Linked DNA regions of Mus musculus: region 2 is linked to region 1. A link is a contact called in public promoter capture Hi-C data. All regions are on one chromosome and are shown on one strand. The core of a region is the stretch at or near the end of the contact, and the rest is flanking DNA. Distances in the headings are between cores, read along the strand shown. Region 1 holds the start of 4930535L15Rik (RIKEN cDNA 4930535L15 gene). Region 2 holds the start of Ccdc12 (coiled-coil domain containing 12).

Region 1 (4,348 bases), core at 1,034-3,533:
TGTAGACCAGGCCTTGAATTCACAGAGGTCTACCTGCCTCTGCCTTCCAAGTGCTGGGATTAAAGGTGTTCATCACCATTCCAGGCAAAATTTTATTTTAAATACATGGTTTACTTTTGTAGTTTGGGCTGTTTTGGAGCTTGCATGTTTGCCTTGGTCTCCTGAGTGCTGGGATTATAGTCACATGGCTGGTTTGACACTGGTACATTTGTGTACACACAGAGTACAAACTCAGATATCATGTCCCCTCCCTACGTTGAGATAGTGTAGGCTACACAGAGTGGCCTAGGCTGGATGATGGTGAAGCCCAGGATCTGCCTGTCCTCCCCTCTCCAGCACTGGGATGACAGGTGAGGGTCATCTTGCCTAGCTTTTACTTTTCTTAAAATATACTGCAGATTTTGGGGCTCTCTCGGCCGCTCAACATTGCTGGGTTTTGAGGGTCCCAGCAGCCCTCATTGACAGCCTGCCAACTGTGTGGAGAGGTTTTGTTGGGAAGGAGCAGAGAATCTGTGCTTAGCTGTTCCTGGTTCCTGGATTACTGAAAGCCTCTTTCTGATGCTGAGCCCCTGGCTTTGTATCTGTTTCCTCTGAGTCTCTATTGCTTAGCTCTTCCTGTGTGAATCTAAGTTGTTGCACATAGCCAGGGGTTTTGTGACAGCCTGGAGAACAGATTTTACTGTGTGCAGTGCTGACACCATGCTCAACCTGGCGTCATGTTTATCTCCAAGAGATCCTATTGTCTGAATAGAGGGTATGCTTAACCGTATTAGCTTCAAGTTCTCTCTCTCTCTCTCTCTCTCTCTCTCTCTCTCTCTCTCTCGTTTTGCAAGGCAGGATTTCTCTGTGTAGCCCTGACTGTCCTAGAACCTGCTCTGTAGACCAGGCTGGCCTCAAACTCAGAGATCTACCTGCCTCTGCCTCCCAAGTGCTGTGCCTAAAGGCGTGAGCCACCATGGCCCAGCTATTTTCAAGTTATCTCAGTCGTTCCTCTCCTGTCAGCTCTGTGGGCCTAAACCCTATCAGAAAATTGGATAATCTCCATTTTGGAGCAGTTATGGCACCCTAAGTCCAGGAAGAATATGAATGCCCTCTGTGAGGGGAAAAATGACCTGGGCTTTATTATTTTAGAGTCAGGGTCTCATGATGTAGCCCTGGCTGGCCTAGAACACACTATGTAGACCAGGCTATCCTCAAAGTCAAGAGATTGGCTTGCTTCTGCCCCTCAAGAGATTGAAGGTGTATACTGCCATGCTCTGCCTAAGAAAAACTCTAAAAATTAGTTTTATATGTATGTGTGTCTGTATGAATATATGCCACATGTGTGCTGGTGCCCATGAAGAGGGTGTTAGACCCCCCATAAAGCTTTGAGCTGGGTGATGTGGGTGCTAGGAACAGAACCCAGGTTCTCTGTGAGAACAGCAAGTACTCTTAACCACTGAACCATCTCTCTTAATGGGGTGTCTATCAAAAGAAGAGTGTTAGAGACTTCAGTTTCAGCAGCCTGAGCGGCTATAAGTGTTTTTTCCTGAGTACTTGGCTTACTCTAAGAGCTTATTAAGTCTGTTTCTTGTTCATCTTCATTTTATAGACAGAGCAACTAAAGAGAAGCTAAAGCTCAAAGTTCTCAGAGTTAGGGCGTTTTGGTGTGGGACCAGGTGCTGTGATGTATCCTAACCTTGAAGCCAAAAGCCCCGGGTTAGGTGTCTACTTATGGAGAACAAGGGATGGTCATTTTCGGACTCATAGTTTGCCTTGGAGATAGATCATGATAGCCAAGGGCAAAAAGACACTGTGTCACAGGAACTTAACGGTGCTCTGAGGCAAATAAGAGCGATCACTATGTGCTGAGACTTGAGCTGGTTGCAGATTGAATTCTTATGCAAAATAAGCCGGGGAAAGGGGAAGCCGAAATCGAAGAGGTAGCACAGACGGCTGTGCCTCGGGACTGGTGAGAGACAACGCTGGGAGACGCTTAGAAAACACTAACTCCGGAGCTAGAAGAGTAGAAGGACCCATCGCCACCACTTCCTAAGACTGTGTGACCTTGGCTCAGGCTCTTTTCTGCGCCTCAGTTTCCTCACCAGTTAACTAGGGACGATCCCAAGCACAGAGGCAGGGGACAAAGCAAATACCGTACCTATGACATTCCCTAAGTGTGTGCGAGAGGATGATAAACGCTGCCAGCTCAAAACCGAAACGATTGCGCAGGTGAGAAAACGAAGGGCTCTCCAGCATCACCCCCATCGCTGCTAAAAGCTCCACTGCTAGCAAACCTGAGAATGGCGCGCATGCGTCAATTCCTGCCGTCACAGTCACGTGCCCCAGGCATTCTGCACGAGAGGCACGCCCTGACTGACGGAACAGTTGACGAATCAACGCGAAGAACTCCTTCAGGCGTCCCAAGAAGAGGCTATTGATTGGAGATAACCTCAGTTAGGGGCGGGTTCTTTGCTGTCCTTGGTTACTATGACGCCCGGCCCCCGCCCCCTCGGCTGGCCGCCATCTTGTTGTTGATCCGTACCCAGTGGGCAGCGCCAGGAGCTGGACCGAGCGGCCGGTGAGGGGCCGCTGCTGCGGGGCTCAGCCACCAGCGCCGCCTGCCAGGGGGGCGGGCCGAGACCTGGAGGCCCGGGGGGCCCAGCTCCCGTGGGGAGCCTTGGGCGCCCGCTGCCCGAGTCGGGCCGGTGAGTGACAGGAGTCGGGCCAAAAGACCCGCCCGACACCCACGGCGAGGGTGGCGGCGGGCGCGGGGTTGTTGCTGGCGCGCGTAGGTAGGGTCGGGACTTGGGGCGAGCATCACTGGAACATCATTCCAGCATCCTGGTTGGCCTTCCGCCGAGCCTCCCAGATGTTGACACGGAGGCTGGGTGGGCAGCCCGGGTGGAGGTCGGAGAGCCCTGAGCCCTGGGACCGGCCGGCGGGGTACCGGGAAACCTGCCTTTCAGACCGAATCCCTGGGTGCCTGAGAGCCGGCGTGCTGAGACGTGGTTGCTGCCAGCTCGTTCTCCCGGCCGTAACGTTCCTCCAAATCAGCGATAAACGTTACGTCGCTCTTAAGATTTCATACTCCTGCGAGTAAATTTTCAGGCCGCTTGAGACTAAGATGAGACGAAACAGGCCTAAAATGCCTTCTGAGCCAAGGAGGGTGGTATCGGGGCCCTGTGCTTTTGGTAGGGCTATGATCCTCTGCCTGGCATCACCGAGATCCCTCGGCGTCTTCCGTGCTCTTCAGGGCTCACTGTTTACTGCTTCTTGAAGAACCTAGCTAAATGTCCACAGTGGCAGAGTTTTATTTGGGGTATAAGTTGTTTGGTGCTCGACTTGGAGTATGTGGTTTAGGAGGATAAGGATGATGATGATTTGATTAATTTTGTCTCTTAAAGAGACAGTCCGTTAGGAGACGTAGGAGTGTTGGGACTATTAAAAACAAAAACTGAACTAGGGTATGGGAGCTCATGCACTAGGCTGAAGGAGGAGGATTGCCATGGGTTGCGGGCGGGCCAGGCAGAGCTACCTAGCAAGACCCTGTCTGCAGACAAAAGCAGAGCTGAAAGCTGTTGATGCTTGATGAAAACAGCGAGTCAAGCTTAGAGTCAAGATGGAGGCGGGGCTGGCAATCCCCAAAAGAGTATGCAGCTCTAGAAAGGGTCCTGGCTGCTGTAAATCACATTTTTACCCAGGGTCCCTTAGGTTCGCCACACAGGTGTCTTGTATGTTGTCGTCATATGAAACCCACAAAAGACGATTAAGGAGGCCAAGCAGGAGGTGTGCTCGTAATGTCTGTTAGGATCATGCCTCCTCTGAACGTTTAATTTTGGGAGAAACCAGCACCCTGGGCTGGAGATGATACCTTTGGGAGACTGGGCTGAATGCAGCCGGCCGAGGCAGCAAGTTGTGAGGAGAGGGGACTTGAGTAGTATTTATGCATTTCATTGCCCTTTCATCTTTTGAATGACTAATAAAATTTTAGCCTTGGTGAAATAAGTTTCTTGGATAGTTATTAAGGGAGAGAGATGCTAAAGTCTGAATTGCCCCACGACCAGCTCCTAATGCTTCTTTGGGGGGGCTGGGGGGATTAAATGATCCACAGGGTTACTTACATTTTTGCTCTTTTCTGCTAAAATAGCAAACTCTAATCCTCTTACTTCATTTTGGGTATTGGATTTCTTAGTGATATAGAAGGAGACTATTAATCAAGTTGGCAGCATTGACTAATGTGTACAGTCTTAGGGAGTTCAAGTGCCCATTAAAGTTTCTCCTTGGTCTAAGCCTATCTTAGGACTGCTGTCCCAAGAAAATAAAAATACAGGAGAACTTTTCACTCTTATAATGCTTTTATTAGCTC
Region 2 (4,289 bases), core at 1,090-3,589, 2.7 Mb after region 1:
GCTTCCTACACTTGGTTGTCTGTGGCAGCGGCCACCGCCCCGCCTCTCCTAGGACTGTCCAAAGGGCGGGGAAGTCAGGCTGGAGGAGGAGCCTGGGGTCAGGGCGGCCCGGGAGGTCGCATGGAGCTCCGCCTCTCGCAGGCGGAGTCCATTCAGAGCCACTGGCAGGATTATTTCCATCCTCCCCAGTGAGGGGCCCGTAAAGGCTTTAACCCGAGTACAGAACCTATCGGGCTTGGAATTATCGCTGTTCAATGAAAGGACTGTGGTTCGCGTGGAGATGACTAGGGTCCTTCAACAATACTAATAATAACCTCGCCCATGACGAACACTTGTGGCACTAACTACGTGCAAGGTTCTGTTTTAAGAGCTTTATGGAAGACAAGTGCTACCTTTTAGTTTCGCCTAGTGTTGAGCTGGATGGAAGGAATCATCAGTCGACTGCAGGACAAACCTACCTGCAGAGGAGCGGCGTCCTTACCAAGTTTAGGATACATACAGTAGCCCACTCCCTCTAGGAATCCTGCCCAGGTGCTCCATTGCTGGGAGCCCCTCCTCCCAGGGCCCGGCACTTGTCAGTCATTTTTTGTTCCTTTGGCCTGAAGGAGGTGGGTGCCTCATGCCGGCTTTAATGAATGAAGAAACTGAGGCTCAGACAAGCCAAATGAGAATTGCAGGGACAGCAGGAACAAGGGATCTAGGCCTGGCTGAGTCATTTCTGGGCCACTGTCACCAACACCCTGTCTGTCCTTTCCTTGTGACTGGACTGTGAAGTGAGGGAGCCCCTGGTGTTGGGTGGGAACCAGCTTCTTTGTTAGGGGTAGGGGAAAGTTTGCTAGGTCCAGATGGCTCCTATTGGTCCTAGGGATCGATCAGTATGAAGCGCCCTATGCATCTTAGTATGAGCTTACCTTTCCTGAGCACAGATACCCTCTATGCCAGGGGCTGGCAGCCACCCCGTCTCCTACTGTAAGGGAAGGTCCCAGACAGAACCAGGTTAACCCAGGATAACACCGAGCTTAGGAAACGGTGACATTTGAAGGGAGCTGTTAGGGAAGATCATTCTCCTTTGGGCCAGCTTTATAACAGAAGCCCCAGACAGGGAGCCACGTTGCTCATGGGCTTGCCATCTCCTGGAAGAGGAGGAGGAGAAGAAAAGAAGCAAACGCATCTGTGACCATCTGCCGCAGTCAAACTCCTTCTTCTCCTTTTGTTTTGTGAGACAAGATTTCTCCATGTAGTCCTGACTATCCTGGAATTCGCTTTGGAAACCAGGCTGGACTCCAACTCAGAAATCCATCCACCTGCCTCTGCCTCTCAAGTGCCGGGATTAAAGTCGTGCGCCACCACGCCCGGCTCCGTCAACCTCTTTTTATACTGGGAGGAGAGAGTAATTCAGTGGCACTTATTCGGCCCTGGTTGCTGTTTGCTCTTTTTTTTGTTGTTGTTTGTTTGTTTTTCGAGACAGGGTTTCCCTGTATAGCCCTGGCTATCCTGGAACTCACTTTGTAGACCAGGCTGGCCTCGAACTCAGAAATCTGCCTGCCTCTGCCTCCCAAGTGCCAGGATTAAAGGCGTGCGCCACCACGCCCGGCTGCTATTTGCTTTTAAGCAGGTAAGGTAGCCTGACTCTGATTATGCTGCAGCTCCCGAAAGAGATGCGAGATCATTCTTGAGTTCAAAGGAAAAGGCCATGTAGCCAGGCCTCGAACTCAGCAGTTCTGGAGCCAGAGAGTGGATAGCAAGGCTTATGCGCAACAACTCATCAGGCGAGTGAGTGCAAGCTGCCACTGGCACTCTGTAGAGAAGGGAGAGGCTGACCTCAGAGTGAGTTGGGAATGAGAGTGGCCAAGGAAGGTTTCTGGGTGTTTGTCTGGTAGTGGTGCGTTAAGACAAGGTTATCTTACGTAGCCCAGACTGAACCCGACCCCATAATTTTGATGCCTCAGCCTCTGAAGTGCTGGAATTACAAACGTGCACCACCTCACCCGGCTCAGGGAATGTTTCTCAAGGCATTCGCTCTTGAAGAATTGGCACAAGTGGATAAGGATGGCTAAATATTCCAAGAGGGCAGTTAGGAGAGGTGGGTGGTGGTTAGGCAAAACCAGAGCAATCGACTCTCTCTATTCTCTTCCTCTCAGGTCTGATTCTATTTGCTTTCTCACAAATTAAGTGTCGGACAAATCGAATCTTAACGCCTTTGCCCACAACCCAGCCGGCTCACTCGCTGTACAGGTGCTCCAGATCAAGGGGCGTGGACTTTTGTATCAACTCAGCATTGATTGGTTCTCAGGGCTTCCGGCTCTCCATTGTCTCCCTTGGATTGGCCGTAAGACATTCTCCTGCTCACTGAGCCTGCGCGAGGCAGAAGTGAAAAGGAGGTGGGGGCCTCCGAAAAGATGGCGGCTGCTCCTGCCGGTGTGGGCCGCCTAGAGGAAGAGGCGCTGCGGCGGAAAGAACGGCTGAAGGCCCTCCGGGAGAAAACCGGGCGCAAGGTGAGGCACGGTGGAGTGAGAGCTGCGGGTATGGCGGCCAGTGCTCTGGGCCAGTGGGAAGGCGGAGGATTACCAGGGAACCACTGAAGCCAAAGTGCGCGTGCGCGTAGCGCATGCGCAGTGGGACGGCGCTGACCTCTGAGATAGGCTCGTTTCTTGAGTGCAGGGGCGGAGCTCGCGCGTGCGCCTTAGGAAGTCGTTTTCGGGCGACAACCCAGATATTTTATCCATCATGGTAGTTGTTGCAAGGCCGGCTTTTAACTACATGTTTGTTGGGCTCGGCGGTTTTTTTGTTTATTTGTTTGTTTAAGTTTTTGATTGGCCCCATTGGCCGTGCCTTCCAACACCTACCACCAGGGCTCCCTTGGGTAGGACAGCTAGTGACCTTTCTGGGTGGACTGCAGGGAAAGAAGGCTGCCGTTTCTTTCCCGTCTTGGCTTACTAGTCCTATTAGTTGCCAGATTCGAAAAACACTTTTCCTTCCTTTCGGTAGCCACCGAAATATGGTCTGGATTCATCCTTACTTGCTGGTCTTTCCAAAGAAATGAAATTCACTACTTGTGTGCAGATTTTGGCTGTGTCTTTCGACACGGTGAGACTTAGGACAAATTGTTTCATGTTCCTAAGCCTGTTTGTTTGTTTTTGTGTTTGTGTTTTCACTTCTCCAGTAGAGGAATAAATAACACAGTCACTTTTGTGGGTTATTTTGCCATATAATAGGGAAAATCAGTGATTGAGGCTTGTTTCACCACACCTGACCTGCAGTAAGTTTTGAAATTAGTCTTAAGTCGTGTACCTAGTTCCTTCTCAAGACCATTTTTTTTTGGCTATTGAAGTTCTTTTGAGAACATCAGCATGGGAAGCTGGAAGATGTTGGCTCTTTGTTACATAGGCAAAAAAACAAAACAAAACCAACCAACCAAACAAACAAACAAAAAACGGTGTCCCTCATTCAACAACAACAAAAAACATTTGGCAGAGGTGGAGGAAATCAGAGACTCCACTTCCGACTTACTAAACAAAAAAAAAAAAAAAAAAAAAAAAAACCGAGATTGGTCAGTCTCGGTTGGCTTTGTTTTCCTTTCGGAATAGCTGCCTACCTTGTAGCATACTATGAGAAAGCGAAAGGGAAGTAGTGAGAGCGACCGACCGCTGGCCCAGCAGGCTTCTGCTTTCCTTGGCAGCCTAGAGACCCATCAGATGACTACCCTCCTGCCCTTCAGACCCAGGGAGGCGCAGGCTTGGCTCTCATCCTCATCTGTCACTCTCTCTGATACTCTTGAGGCAGGTTCTCTCCAGGAGCCGGAAGCTTGTGGTTGGTTGGTCGGTTGGTTGTTTAGGCTACGCTGGCAGCCAACAAGCCCTGTAGATCCTCCTGCCTCTGCCTACCAAGTGTTGGGATTGAGGCTTGTTCCACCACACCCAGCCTGCAGTAAGTTCTGAAATTAGTCTAAATGGTGTACCTTAGCTCCTTCTCCAGGTTGTTTTGGCTATTGAGGTTCCCCTTAAGATTCCACGTGAAGCTAGGGGCGGTGGTGCGTGCTTGTTGTCCCAGCACTTGAGAGACTCAGGCAGGAGGATTGGTGTCCAGCCTTGGAGACACATTGAAAGGAATCCTGTCTCAAAAGAACAAAACAAAAAAGATTCTATCTGAATTTTGGAATGAGTTTTCCTGTTTGTGTAAAGAGCATTGTTGAGATTTTGTAGGGATTGCCTTGAATCTGTAAGTCATTTGGGACAGTGTCATCATTTTAAATATGTTAAAATAACCAGTCTGTGAGCATGCCTCTCCGT

What was found. Promoter capture Hi-C pulls out the DNA fragments that hold promoters and counts their contacts.
Region 2: a contact with region 1 is called in a promoter capture Hi-C map of pre-B cells, with 6 times the contacts expected there. The contact joins the promoter of Ccdc12 here to the promoter of 4930535L15Rik in region 1. A contact is called at or near these places in 2 of 39 promoter capture datasets (cranial neural crest and pre-B cells).

Annotation. Positions count from the first base shown.
Region 1 is chr9:108,000,136-108,004,483 of GRCm38.p6, forward strand. 4930535L15Rik (RIKEN cDNA 4930535L15 gene) reads right to left here and starts at 2,284. Exons shown (of 4, transcript NR_166685.1): 1 at 2,141-2,284. Ip6k1 (inositol hexaphosphate kinase 1) reads left to right here and starts at 2,513. Exons shown (of 6, transcript NM_013785.2): 1 at 2,513-2,687.
Region 2 is chr9:110,654,164-110,658,452 of GRCm38.p6, forward strand. It overlaps Ccdc12 (coiled-coil domain containing 12), which reads left to right and starts at 2,340. Exons shown (of 7, transcript NM_028312.3): 1 at 2,340-2,495. The coding sequence starts at 2,400.